Linked DNA regions of Macaca mulatta: region 1 is linked to region 2. A link is a contact called in public Hi-C data. All regions are on one chromosome and are shown on one strand. Each heading gives the region's core, a stretch centred on a gene start, on an enhancer-like site or on the middle of the called end of the contact. The rest is flanking DNA. Distances are from core to core; before and after follow the strand shown. Region 1 overlaps LRP8 (LDL receptor related protein 8). Region 2 has its middle 60 kb from the start of LRP8.

Region 1 (6,479 bases), core at 2,981-5,480, 100 kb before region 2:
CACTCCATTTTATAGATGAGGAAACTGAGGCTCAGCGAGACCAAGTAACTGGCCCAAAGGTGCACAGCAGGCGAGAGACCGAGCCTGGGTTCCTATGACTAGAGCCTTGCCTGTCCATCAAACCCTACATGCTCCAAAACTATCCCCAAACTCTCCTCCCAAAAGCCCAGGTGACTGAAAGGGCCCTTGGCTGTATGCTTCACCTCCAGGGGCCTGGGTTCTAGAGACCCCAGTGCAGCAAGCAGCTGCTTGAACTTTTAATGAATATTTATATAGTTAATTGCATAACCTTTCAGCAAGGACAATGATTAAACAATCTGTCTGCTTCCTTTCTTTATAATTAATAAGACATTTGCTGTGTCCCTAAATAGACAGCTCTAATTATAGGCTCTCGAGGATTCAGCAGTGCCTGATAACAGCCCTCCACCCTCAAAGAGCCAAGGCTTTTGGAATGCAGGACTTGAGAGACCTCAGAGGTCACATTGATGAACACGCTTGGAGTGGCAGGAGACCAAGGCCCAGAGAGGGGAAGGGACCTGCCTAGGGTCACACAGCTACTGGCAGTTGGGTATTCCAATTCCTGTCTCTCCTGGAACCTCACTGTCTCTCCTGTGTTGTAGCTTTCCCCCAAAGGTAGGACTGGAGCCTGGCTCACAGGGTCCTATGTCAGGCCTCTCCACTCCACAGTCCTGGGAAGTTGGTCTGGGTAATTACTGACACATGGTATCACCCTATGAGTGGATATTATTACCTCTATTTTATGAATGAAGAAAGTAAAGCCCAGAGAGAGTAAGTTGTTTGTTCAAAGTCTAGTGGTGAGAGGCAGATCTGGACTTCCATCCCAGGTCCAAACACACTGCTTAACTTACTGCACCTAATGACTGCACAAGAGAAAAGCAGATCCTGTTGGTCTCCCTGGCACCTCTGGCCTGGAGAGAGGTCACTGGAGGAAGGGGGCTCACTGAGCCTCTGGGCAGGTTCTGCACGATGGCCATCTGATGTCCACTCTCAGGACAACTGAAGCCCAAGGGCTCCCAGCAGCATGATGTAGGAGAAAGAGCCTGAGTTTTAGAGACACACAGACCTGGGCCCAAATTTCATTTACTAATACTAAGGTCCTTAGGCAACTTACTGAACCTCTCTGCACTCTGGCTCCCCTCATCTGAAAATGGGGTTGAATAATCTCCTAGGGTTAGTGGATGGCTTAAATGAGGAAACATGGAAATCCCTACACTCAGAGCCTAGAACAAACTAGGAGCTCAGAAAACACTTGCCCTTGTTTAATTTCATGAAGTGCAAATGCCAATGGCTGGGGAGGGGCCTGGTGTCACCACTGGGGAATGCACATTATGAGTCCACATGGTCCACCACGATGCAGACCCCATCCCAGGATAGCCACTCCCTCTGTGACAGATGCCCCCTGAGGGGACCATATGCCTTTGGCCTGCTCTCCAAGTACCCTAGGTTCTGAGAGGCAGGAATGAAGAATCCCACTGTCTCCCAGACAACAGGAACCCTCCAAAGCTGGCAAGGGGGCTTTTCATGAAACTCTGTATCCTGTAGTGACTCAAGGCATTTAAAGGCATTTAAATTCCCAGAGAATCCTGCCCCAGAAATTCAAATCCATTGGTACTTTCTCCAATTCATAAATTCACAAATTAACAAAAAGGGAAATGTCTGTTAAATTAAAGAATGAAAGTACTTGGCGGCTGCTTATTGAGGGAGCACATCTATAGTGTCAACCCACGTGAGTTTTAGGGGCAGATAACCTCCAAATGGGGACTGCCAGCTCTAAGGGACCAGAGGCTCGGGTGGTGAGAACTGCTAGTGTCACTCAGTACAGCTCCTGCCACAGGAAGCACAGCATGGGGCCACCCAAGGTGCAGGACGAGGAGTAACACCAAGTTCCTTCGGTTGAGGCCAGGCAAAATGCTGCTAGCTGGGTCAGTCTCTAACTTACTGAGTGAGCTCAGAAAATCTCTGGGCCTCCATATTCTGATCTGTAATAGGAAGATAATCCTGGTTAATCATAGAGGCCCCCCTTCCAGGTGGAAAGGTTCTAAGATGCATGAAAAAGCTTCCATATTCAAATAAATAGCATCCAGAACTATAACTCACCTTGAACCATCCTTCCCTCCCCCACCCTCACCCCTCCCAACAGACGCTTGAAGGTGGGTCAGAAGCCATCCCCAATCAAGTGAGCTATAATTAGAGCTGAAATGCTATTGCCACTAGGCAAATGTTCTGGGCTTTTCCATTGTGAGTCCTCGCCACATTTGAAGGTACAGAACCCAGAACCAGAGGGAAACAGCTGGGAGAAACCCCAGCCAGCTAGGGTCAGACAATATAATGGGGGAAAACACAAGAATTGGGACCTTCTCTCAAATCCCTTTCCCGCTCAGTGCAAACCCCTTCACTGACACTGTTTTAATACTATAAGAATCTAACATCTTAATATCTAACAAACTGTTGTGTTGGGGAGAGAGGGCTTGCAGCCAAAATATAATAATACAAATAACACTGCCATTTACTCCAGCAATGACACTTGCATTCTTTCATTTGATTCTCACAATCCCTCTAAGGCAGGTCCATCACCACATTTTACAGATGAATAAACTGAGGCTCAGGATGACTGGGCAGCTTGCCTGAGATCTGACAGGTTAAAAGACCTGAACCCAACTATATCCGATTCCAAACTCACTACACTTTACTGCCTATAATCTTTCTTTTAGGGGTAGGGAATGGGGCTCCATCCTGGGAGCTGGCACGGCCCCAGGAACCTGGTAGGCCGTGGAGGTTGCTATGGCAACACCAATTAAATGGATAGTAGGTTGGCTGCTAGGTTCTCATTCAGTTGGGAAGGAGTGAGCAAGCCTGCTATCAGGTCCTGCTGCCCCAAATTCTGCCTGACCCTGACTGGCGCTCCCACCCTGGCCAGCTTCCTCCAGGCAGTCTTCTGCCTTGCCTCCACCCGACCAATGTAATACAGGAAGTGGGCATCATGGCTCTTGCACCCCAGCTAGCACAAGCGAGGGAGAAAAGGGGTCTCGGAATACTAAGAGTTTAGGAATCTAGGAATGGAGAAGATTCTGGAATCCTGGAATGTTACTGATCAGGACCCAGAGGGAGGTGGGAAGGTATGCAGGGCTTCACGGTGAGTAGCTGGGAGAACCCACAGGAGAGCTGGGCTTCTGTCTCCTGGGGTGCTGCTCTGGCTACTGCTCCCACAGGTGCCTTGTGAAACCTCAGAGAGCTCGAAGAGCCTTTTTTCATAAAAGGGAGACCTGCCATGAATAAGCTGTGTGTCTCTGAAGGAAGTCTATCAACTTCTCTGGGTCTCCAGTTGTCCCTCAACTGTGAAAAGCGGGCCTGGGAGGCAGGAAGAGTGAGGCAGGAGGGCCCCTGCCCAGCCCAGGGGGTGGGAAGGCAGCAGTTGCTGGGATGGGCAAGAGGGAGAAAGACAGAGGGACACATGGGTAGGGCAGGGGGGAGAGATGGCGAGAGGGAGGGTGAGGATAGGAGATGAGCAGGGAAGGGAGGCAGCCCAAGAGGGCAGGGGTGGGTGGGACCCTGAAGGGGACAGAAAGGAAGATGAAAAGGGACATCCACACAAAGAGATAGAGATGGGAGTGTGGAGGCGGGGGGAGAAGGGGAGCCCAGCCCTCAGGTAGCAAGGCAGCCCCCTCTAATAACCACAATGAGGCTCCTCTCCCTTCCCTTTCCGTCCCCAGTGTCGGAGTATCTGCTGGAGTGCGGTACGGATGGAGGAGCTGGCTGACTGCAGTGAAGGAAAAGCCCCCTGTAGCCACAACCCCTCCCCAAGCACACACTCCAGGCTGCACACGACTCTGCCTCTTGTTAGCTGGGCAGCCTTGGGCAAGGGGGAGAACCGACTCCAGCCTCAGTTTCTTTCTCTTTACATGGGGATCCCCCTCCTTCCTTAGGTTGCCAAGAGGATGAAAGTCACAAATGGGCGTGGCGGGGCTTTGTTCCTTCTGAAGCTCAGGACAAAGCACTGGGCTTCCCTCCTGCCTGGGAGCCTCCAGTACAGCATGGAGTTTGGCCACGTGATGGGTGAGGAAAGGATGGGGCCTGTGGCATGGCTGGGGAGGCCAGGAGCAGCTGTACGAGGAAATGAGGGCTCCTTGTCTCGGGTGGGGGCCGCTCTTGCTCTGTTCTCTCTCTCTCTCCCTTTCTCTTTCTCTTATGTGGAGACTGGTAGCTCTGTTGCTAGGAGACAAGGAAACCCAGTTATCACCAGCCACAGCATTAGATGGGACTCCGGTCTCCATTGTCCCCACCTCTGCCTCTGGGGCGACTGTTACCCCTAAAGAGGGGCTCTCGGGTCCCCGCCAGCCCCACCATCCTCCACATGCTTTCGCCTGAGCCTTTTGTCTCGGGCTCACGCTGCTGAAGCTCTGCCTCTGGACTGTGGGGTCCTTCCCCGCCCCCTTCTCATCTCCTTTTTAATTTAACAAATGTCACGGAATGACCTGCCGGGTGTAAGTTTGCTTTGAGGATTAGGGCCTGGAAAATAAATCATGGAGAGACAAAGCCCTGAGTGTAGGGGGCAGGCCTGGGGCTCAGCTCTGGCCTCCACCTCCCCCCGCCTGCCTCTGCCACCACCCAGCTGGTGATGGAGGCAGGAGCTCCAAGGCTCAGCCCACCCAGGATAGAGGAATGGGCCAGGGCCTCAGAGTCTTGGCTGGGTAGCCTTGGGCAAGTCACTCAACCTCTTTGAGCTTCAGTGTTCTCCTTTACAAAACTCAGAAAATGACAGTGTCTGCTTCATGAGGCTGCTGTGGGGATAAAAAGCATTAATGCACACAGAGAGCTTAGCACATGGTAAAGGCTTAAGAAGCGCCAGCTGCCATTGGCACTCCTGGAATTATGGTCGGAGTTCTCAAGAACAGCAGCAGGGAGGCCTGGAGGACACGCTAGGGCTCCTTCTGGGCAGAAGGGCTTGACAAGACTGTTTCTAGCTGCTGCTGCCACAGAAACAGGGTCCAATCCGCAAGAGGGCTGTGAAGAAAGCCCAGACACAGGACAGTAGAAACCAGCAACTAAACACACCTGTTTACCAGGAGCGCCCTGAGGGCGTGGCACAGTGTTCAACTGGTCGCCTCTCCTGAGCCTCACAGCTTCTCAATAAGGAAGATCTGAGGAGGAAACCGAGGCCCACCCCCACCCAGCCTGAGGGGCAGGACTCACTGCAAGTGGCCTCGGACTCATCGGAGCCGTCAGGACACTCCTCCTCGCCATCACACTTCCACCGCTCGTGGATGCAGTGGCCGTTGTCACAGGTGAAGTCACTGTCCGCACAGGTCTTCTTGGCTGCAGGGGAAGGAGGAGAGCGTAGTGAGTCTGGGAGCAGTCAGGAGGGCGGTGGGGCAACCAGGATGTGCTTGGTCTGCAAGCCGGACCACAGGGCTTCCCACAGCCCCACCAGGCCACAGACTGCCTTGCTGACCAAGGGCAGAGGACGGGAGAGACAAGCTTCTTTGTTCCTTAGGCATCTGAACACTGCGTGAAGACAGGTGACATTTTGCTCTGCCCTCCAAGTCCAAGAGCTCAAATCCAGCAAACATGACAAGACTTATCATACCCCTGTCACTCTCCTGCTTCCCTTCAAGGTCTAGTTCCACTGCCACTGCCTCCAGGAAGCCTTCCCTGATAGCCTACAGCAGCTGCCTTAGCTCCTTCAGCCAGTTCTCAGTCTCTTTACCTGCCTGTCCCACTTTCCCCAACTGGACTGGAAGTCAAAGTCCCTTCTGCAGGCACCAGGCAGTTTGTGACCATGAATCCTACACCTAGATGATTCCTTTGTGGCAAGATGAATGAGGTATTTTGTGTTCAGAGCAGTGGAAGGAGGATCTACTGGGCAAGACACCCAAATCAGTCCCTGCCCCCAGGTGTCTACAGCCTGCGGGGTGATCTCCACACTGCTCTGGGGATTTCAATCCCAGTTCCTCCTCCTCCTCCTATCTGTGTGACCTTGAGGATGTTCCTTAACCTCTGAGTGTACATTTTCTTATCTATAGAATAGGGAGAGGAAGACAAAAGGTGGTGAGGAGGAGCAACAAGAAGTTATAATGTATGAAGAACCCGCAGCAGACTCAGGCACATGGCAGATGCTGGAGAAGTGGCGGCTACTGTTGTTTTCAGGGTTTGAGTCTCAATTAGAAGCTGAAGGAATGGGGTTCTGTGCCCACACAGGGGATATAGCAGGCTGAGAGCTCACAGCTGGTAACAGAGCTGAGATAAGAATATGGGTACCATCCCCAGATTGGTTCTTTGCTGCTTTCTGTGTCTTGTCCTAAGAGGAACTAGAGTTTCCAGATCAAGGAGAGGAAAGGAGATGGCTGCCCATGTCACAAGGTGCCCCAGCTTCTTCCCAAGCAGCAGCACAGCACTGGGCGCACCTAGCAGGCCCGGGGGAGAGCAGTTGCCCTGTCAGGCCTTCCATGGTGGAACTGAGG
Region 2 (6,548 bases), core at 2,621-5,120:
GGCGCTAGAATTCAGAGGGCAGAGGAACTAAGAAGGGAAAGCTGCCCACAGAGAAAGTTCTGGCAATTTGCAGAGGTCCTCCCTTGTGCCTTCAGCTGAGCACTGATCAATGCCTGTGTGACAGGAGATTACCAAAGGCTGCAGAAGAGACACCAAAAAGGAGCAGGGGGAGTGATGCCTGGACTCACGCAAGATAGGGAATGGTTTGTCACAACAGTCATAGATACTAAATTCTTTTTTTTTTTTTTTTGAGACAGAGTCTCACTCTCTCGCCCAGGCTGGAGTGTGCAGTGGTGCGATCTTGGCTCACTGCAGGCTCCGCCTCCCGGGTTCACGCCATTCTCCTGCCTCAGCCTCCTGGTAGCTGGGACTACAGGCGCCCGCCACCACGCCGGGCTAATTTTTTGTATTTTTTAAGTAGAGACGGGATTTCACAGAGTTAGCCAGGATGGTCTCGATCTCCTGACGTCGTGATCTGCCCACCTCGGCCTCCCAAAGTGCTGGGATTACAGGCGTGAGCCACCGTACCCAGCCGATACTAAATTCTACAATATATTGAATTTGTTAACCTTGCCCTTTCTCCCACACTTTCAATGTATTTCAATATATTGAATCTAACAATATATTGAAAGGATGATACATCATGGCCAAGTGGAGTTTATCCCAGGAGTGTAAGGTCGGTTTAATATTTAAAAACCAATCAGTGTAATTCAGCATATAAACAGACTAAAAAAAGAAAAATATATGATCATCTTAATAAATGAAGAACGTTTGGATACAATCTGGTCTCCATTTATAATAAAAATTGTTCTCAACAAACTAAGGATGGGAGGAAATTTTCTCAACCTGATAAAAGGCATCCACAAAAATTCTTCAGCTAGTGTCATTATTAATCATTAATGGTGAAAGACTGAATGCTTTCCTCCTACAATTAAGAATAAGGCATGGATGTTCTCTCTATTATTACTATTCAACATTATACTGAAGGCTATAGGCAGTGCAATAAGGCAAGAAAAAGAAATTACATCCTTAAGATTAGAAAGGAAGAAGGAAAACTTTATTCACAGAAGATGTGATCATCTATGTAGAAAATCTTACAGATCCTACAAAAAATTACTAGAAATAATAGGGAGTTTAACAAAGATACAAAGTCAATACACAAAAATCAATTGTATTTCTATTCTACTATTCTGTATTTCTACTAGAAATACAGAAGTGTGTGTCTGTATACTAGGAACAAATACTTATATTTTTATATTTAAAAAGTGAGATCATACAATTCCTCAAAATATGAAATATTATGAATAACTTTGTCAAAAAACATTCAAGACCCAAACATTGAAAATTTACAAAACATTGCTGAGAGAAATCAAGATGTAAATAAAAAGAGAAATATATCATGTTCATGAACCAGCAGACTCTGTATTGTTGTTAACTATCCTCAAATCGGTCTGTAGATTCAATGCAATCCTAATCATATCCATCAGGCTTTTTTGTACGTGTGCGGAAATTGACAATCTGATTTCAATATTTATATGTAAATGCAAAAGGATCTGGAATTGCCAAAGCAACTTTGAAAAAGAACAAACTTGGAGGACACACACTACCTGGTTTTAAGACTTATTATAAGGCCACAATAAACAAGATAGTGTGATATTGGTATAAAAATAGATAAATAAATAAATGAAACAGAATGGAGTACAGTAAAAGACCATACATGTACAACTGATTTTTGAGAAAGGTGAAAGGCTGCACTTTTCCACAAATGATGCTGGGACAGTTGTATGACCCAAATGACCAAAAAATGAAGCTTGACCGTTACCTTATACGTAAAAATTAACTTGAGAACAAGCTAAACTCTAAAACTTCTAGAGGAAAACATAGGAGAAAATATTAATGACCTTGGGTTTGGGAAATATTTATAAATACAACACAAAATTACAAATTATAAAAGAAAACAAATCAGTAAGTTGGACTTCATCAACATTATAAAGGCTTATTCTTCAAAATAATCCGTTAAGGCTGGGCTTGGTGACTCACGCCTATAATCCCAGCACTTTGGGAGGCTGAAGTGGGTGGATCACTTGAGATCAGAAGCTCAAGATCAGCCTGACCAACATGGCAAAACCCCATTTCTACTAAAAATACAAAAATTAGCCCAGCATAGTGATGCACACCTGTAATCTCAGCTACTCGGGAGGCTGACGCACAAGAATTGCTTGAACCCAGCGGGTGGAGGCTGCAGTGAGCTGAGATCGCGCCATTGCACTCTAGCCTGGGCGACAGAGTGAGAATTTGTCTCAAAACAACCAAACCAAACCAAACAAACAAACAAAACAAAAAAGAATCTGTTAAGAAAATGAAAAAGCAAGCCACAGACTGGAAGAAAATATTTGCAAATTATATACCAACATAATGATGAGTGGTGCACAGCTTTGTGAATATACTAAAAGCCACTGAATTTTACATTTTAAAAGGATGAAATTCATGCTATGTGAATTATATCTCAATAAAGCTGTAAACAAAAACAGCATATATCCAACAAAGGACTTGTATCTAGGCTATATAAAGAACTCTTGCAACTCAATAAGATTATAAACTCAATTTTTAAAACTCAGCAAAAGATTTGAACAGGCACTTCACCAAAGAAGATGTATGAATGGCAAATGAGCACATCGAAGATGCCCTGGATCATTGGATCTTTAAAGGACAACAGGTTAGAACCACAAGGAGACACCACTACACACCTGCCAGGATGGCTCGGATTCGTATTCCATTGAGTCAGCCCCCAGGGAGCACAGTCAGTGTGGCACACGAGCTCCCAGTGTGTGCAGGAGGCCATCCGCCTCTCCTCACCTACGATGTCCAATCTGGCACCCCAAGTACCCACCTGCCATGTTAAGGAGTTCACTGCACCCTATTTGGCCAGGACAGTGTCTGGATCCCAGGCTGGGGGTGGGGGGAAGTGCATGAGAAAGGGGAAGAGGAAGAAATAGCAAAGGAGACCTAAGGTGGATGGTGGCAGCAGTTGTGGCCCAGGGGTGGGGAGGGGGGTGGATGAGTCTGGTTCCCAGCAGGCGCCAGCAGTGTAGGGAGCTTGGGGGCTGTCTTAGTCCATTCAGGTGGCTATAACAAAACACTGTAGACTGGGTAATTTATAAACAATACCAATGTATTGCTCACAGTTCTGAAGGCTGGAAAGTCCAAGATCGAGGTGCTGGCAGGTTTGGTGTCTGGCGAGCGCCTGTTCCTTATGGACCGCAGCTTCTTTCTGTGTCTTCATTTGGTGGAAGGAGCAAAGAAGCCCCCCTGAGGATCTGTTTTGTCTCTTTAACAGAGACAGGTTTCACCATGTTGCCCAGGCTGGTCTCAAACACCTGGTCTCAAGTGATCCACCTGCCTTGGCCTCCCAAGTGCTGGGATTACGGGTATGAACCACCATGCCCGGCCCCGAGCATCTTTTTAAGTGCATGAGCCCCATTTATGAAGTGGAGCCCTTATGATTTAATTACCTCTTTATACTATCCCATTGGGTATTAGGTTCCAACATATGAATGTTGGGGGAACACCAACATTCAGATCACAGCAGGAGCCAGGAGGATGGGTAAGAATGAGCAGGAACCAACCAGTGTGAGGGCGTGGACTCAGCAAGCCCTGAGGAAGAGCAAAGGGCAGATCTGAGAACTTAGCAGGCAGCCTCAAAAGGACTTGAGGAGTAGCTGGATTTGAGCGGGTTTAGGGGACAGAGAAGGACCTGCCAGGGGGTCAAGATCATGTACTCCACCAAGACAGAGGGTATGAGGAGCAGGAACGTGAAAAGACATCAGCTGTCACATCCCAATTGTGCAGTCTGGGTGCCCCTGGGCATCCTGGCGCTTGCCCAGTGGGTCACTGGATGTGTGTGTCTGAGGGTCAGAGAGCTCCAGGCCAGAGCAGACAACATGATGGTCAGCAGAGGGAAGTGTCTAGAAGCCTTGAGAGTGGAGACATTGCCTCAGGAAAAGGAGAATGGGGGCAGAGGAGCCAGGGCCATGTGCCAAGGGACACTTACATTAAGGGAACACCAGGCTCTCAAAAAGGGAAATGAAACCAAGTGGCCTGTTTTCCTGCCAACTCCTCCCTGGCTGTGACTTGAGACAGCAGAAGGAGGAGAAGGGGAGTGGGGAGGACTCTGGCCCTGAAATTGGAGGAGACAGGCCTCACAGAGGCGCCAGACAAAGGCACCCCCTCCAAGGAACCCACCAACCTGGTTTCCTAATGTTCCAATCTATGTTTTTCTTTTAAAAGAAATTGGGCCAAATTCCAACCTGTAGTCCACCAGCCCTTCTGCTCTTTCCCTTTTCCTTCACTCAGGGACCCAGAAGTTACCGAGCGCCTACCACCAGGCTGCTGCTGGAATACCCTGGGGAATGAATCAGACACAGTCTCTGCCCTTAGGGACGGGCGTTCCAGGCTGGTGGCCCCAGGTTAATAAGGGGGCTGGCAGTGACTCCCGCAGGGCTCTCTGGAGGGTCAGCTCCAAACCCTTTTTTTCTCTGTTTCCAGCATTTTGTTCTCCCTTAACATAGGTGCCCCTCAGCACATCGCCCCGCCTCCTCCGCCACACTCTCCCATCTCCAGGGGAACATCTCCACCCTCAAAGCTTTCAGGCACTCCCCTCTGCTGACAACCATGCTGCTTACTCAGGCCCAGAGTTTTTTCCTTTCTTTCCTTCTTTTTTTTTTTTTTTTTTGAGATAAGATCCCCTTCTGTCAACCAGGCTGGAGTGCAGTGGCACGATCATGGCTCGCTGCAGCCTCCACCTCCTGGGCTCAAGCAATCTTCCTGCCTCAGTCTCCCAAGTGACTGGGTCTACAGACATATGCCACCACACCTAGCCTAGCTCATTTTTTCATTTTTTGTGGAAACAGGGTTTCGTCATGTTGCCCAGGCTGGTCTTGAACTCCTGGGTTCAAGCAACCTTCCCACTTTGACCTCCTATAACAGAATGCTGAGATTATAGGTGTGAGTAACCACACTCAGCCTTCTGGAGCTTTCTGACCCTCAGACACACACAGCCAGAGGCCCACTGGACAATTGCCAGGATGCCCAGCGCACCCAGATTACACGTTTGCAAAGTGGAAGTTAGTGTCTTTCCACATGCCCACACCTCATAGTCTCTGCCTCTGTCAAATGGAAGGCTCTGACCCTCACCCCCACCAACTCATCCTCACTTCTCTCTCTCCCTCTTCCAACAAATCCAGTCACTCAGTGAGTCCCACTGACAATGCCTGCTGAGTTCTTCTTGGATCTGGCTAGGTCTCTCTCCTTGGTACCTGTTCAAGTTCAGGCCCTCATATCTGACTGGTTCCCTCTCACTTCCATCTTTCTTTGGTCTGAAATCTCCCTAGTATGTAGTATGTAGCAGATAAGAGATTTTTAGTTGCAAGTGACATAAACCTAACTCAAATTAGCATAAGCAAAAAGTGGAATGTATTGGCTCACATAACTAAAAGGCTGAGGCTCGCTTCGGGCATGGCTGGATCCAGCAGATAAGCAAAGTCAAGAGGACCTGGTCCCTCTGCTTTGCCATTTTCTGGATCAACATAATTCCCCGGCACACTCTGTCCATGGGCTGGTCTCATTTTTCCCACATCAAGGCCAGCAGAAAGAGAGTTTTTTTTTTTTTTTTTTTTTTTTTTTTTTTTTTTTTTTTAACAGATCTAACCAGAATCCAGTTGCATTTCATTGACTGTGACTGGGTTGCATGGTCATCTCTACACTAGTCACTGGGCACAGTGCATGCAGCACTCTACTGGGGCATGTCTGCACCATGTGCTTACCCCCGAGGTTGGGCGTGGGGTCAGCACCACATAAACCATATGGGCTACAAGTAGGGAAAGGAAGGTGCCTCCAGGAAAATCCATGTCTCTGGGTACCTAGGATGGCTATGAAATTGGTGTCAGGAGAAGTGACCAACCCTGCCTTACACAGGAAAGCACCTGCAGAGAACGGGAAGCTGTGAAAGGTTTGCTGAGGAAAAGCAGCATTAATTGTCGCCATTTACCCACACATTTTCTTTTCTGCCCAGTTATACCACACAATCGCCATCACGACTTTCTTGGGCGTGGGATTAACTCTGTCGTTCGTGATGTTGAATCACATCGCTAAACTCTGCTCTGAGACACTCATCTGCACCGCGTGCCCTCCTGAGTACGCCTGCCCTCTCTCACCCTAACACAGCCAGTGCAGAGCTTGCTCCGGGCCCACACTACACTCTGCACAGCCAGGGAAGTTCTGAGTTGACCCTGGAGCTGACTTCAGAATGAACCTACACACAGCCTCGGCCTCGGGTCACAGCTAAACCTGCCCGGGCTCTAGGAGGCTAAAGCCTTGTTGTGAGTGTTATGGGAGGGGGTCCCAAGGTCTCCTCCTGCCACGCAGATCCCCTGAGAGTGAGGGGCCTAATGGGGGAATAGGTTGGGTGTGCGTCAAGAAATGGTCAGGAGATTGAGACCATCTTAGCTAACACGGTGAAACCCCGTCTCTACTAAAAATACAAAAAAAAT

Evidence for each region. Hi-C and Micro-C count contacts between places; a contact is called where the count stands out from the background.
Region 1: a contact with region 2 is called in a Hi-C map of fetal cortical plate, with 4 times the contacts expected there. The contact joins two enhancer-like sites. A contact is called at or near these places in 10 of 14 Hi-C or Micro-C datasets (CD4 T cells, blood, cortical neurons and 6 more).

What each region holds. Positions count from the first base shown.
Region 1 is chr1:187,318,807-187,325,285 of T2T-MMU8v2.0, reverse strand. It overlaps LRP8 (LDL receptor related protein 8), which reads right to left. Exons shown (of 19, transcript XM_077955984.1): 3 at 5,212-5,334. Among named protein-coding and RNA genes, the nearest start is that of LRP8, 41 kb to the right of the region's middle. Within about 2 kb of position 4,230, at least 6 of the 40 cell types and tissues checked have an H3K27ac peak or open chromatin away from gene starts, as enhancers often do.
Region 2 is chr1:187,217,658-187,224,205 of T2T-MMU8v2.0, reverse strand. No RefSeq gene overlaps it. Among named protein-coding and RNA genes, the nearest start is that of LRP8, 60 kb to the left of the region's middle. Within about 2 kb of position 3,870, at least 8 of the 40 cell types and tissues checked have an H3K27ac peak or open chromatin away from gene starts, as enhancers often do.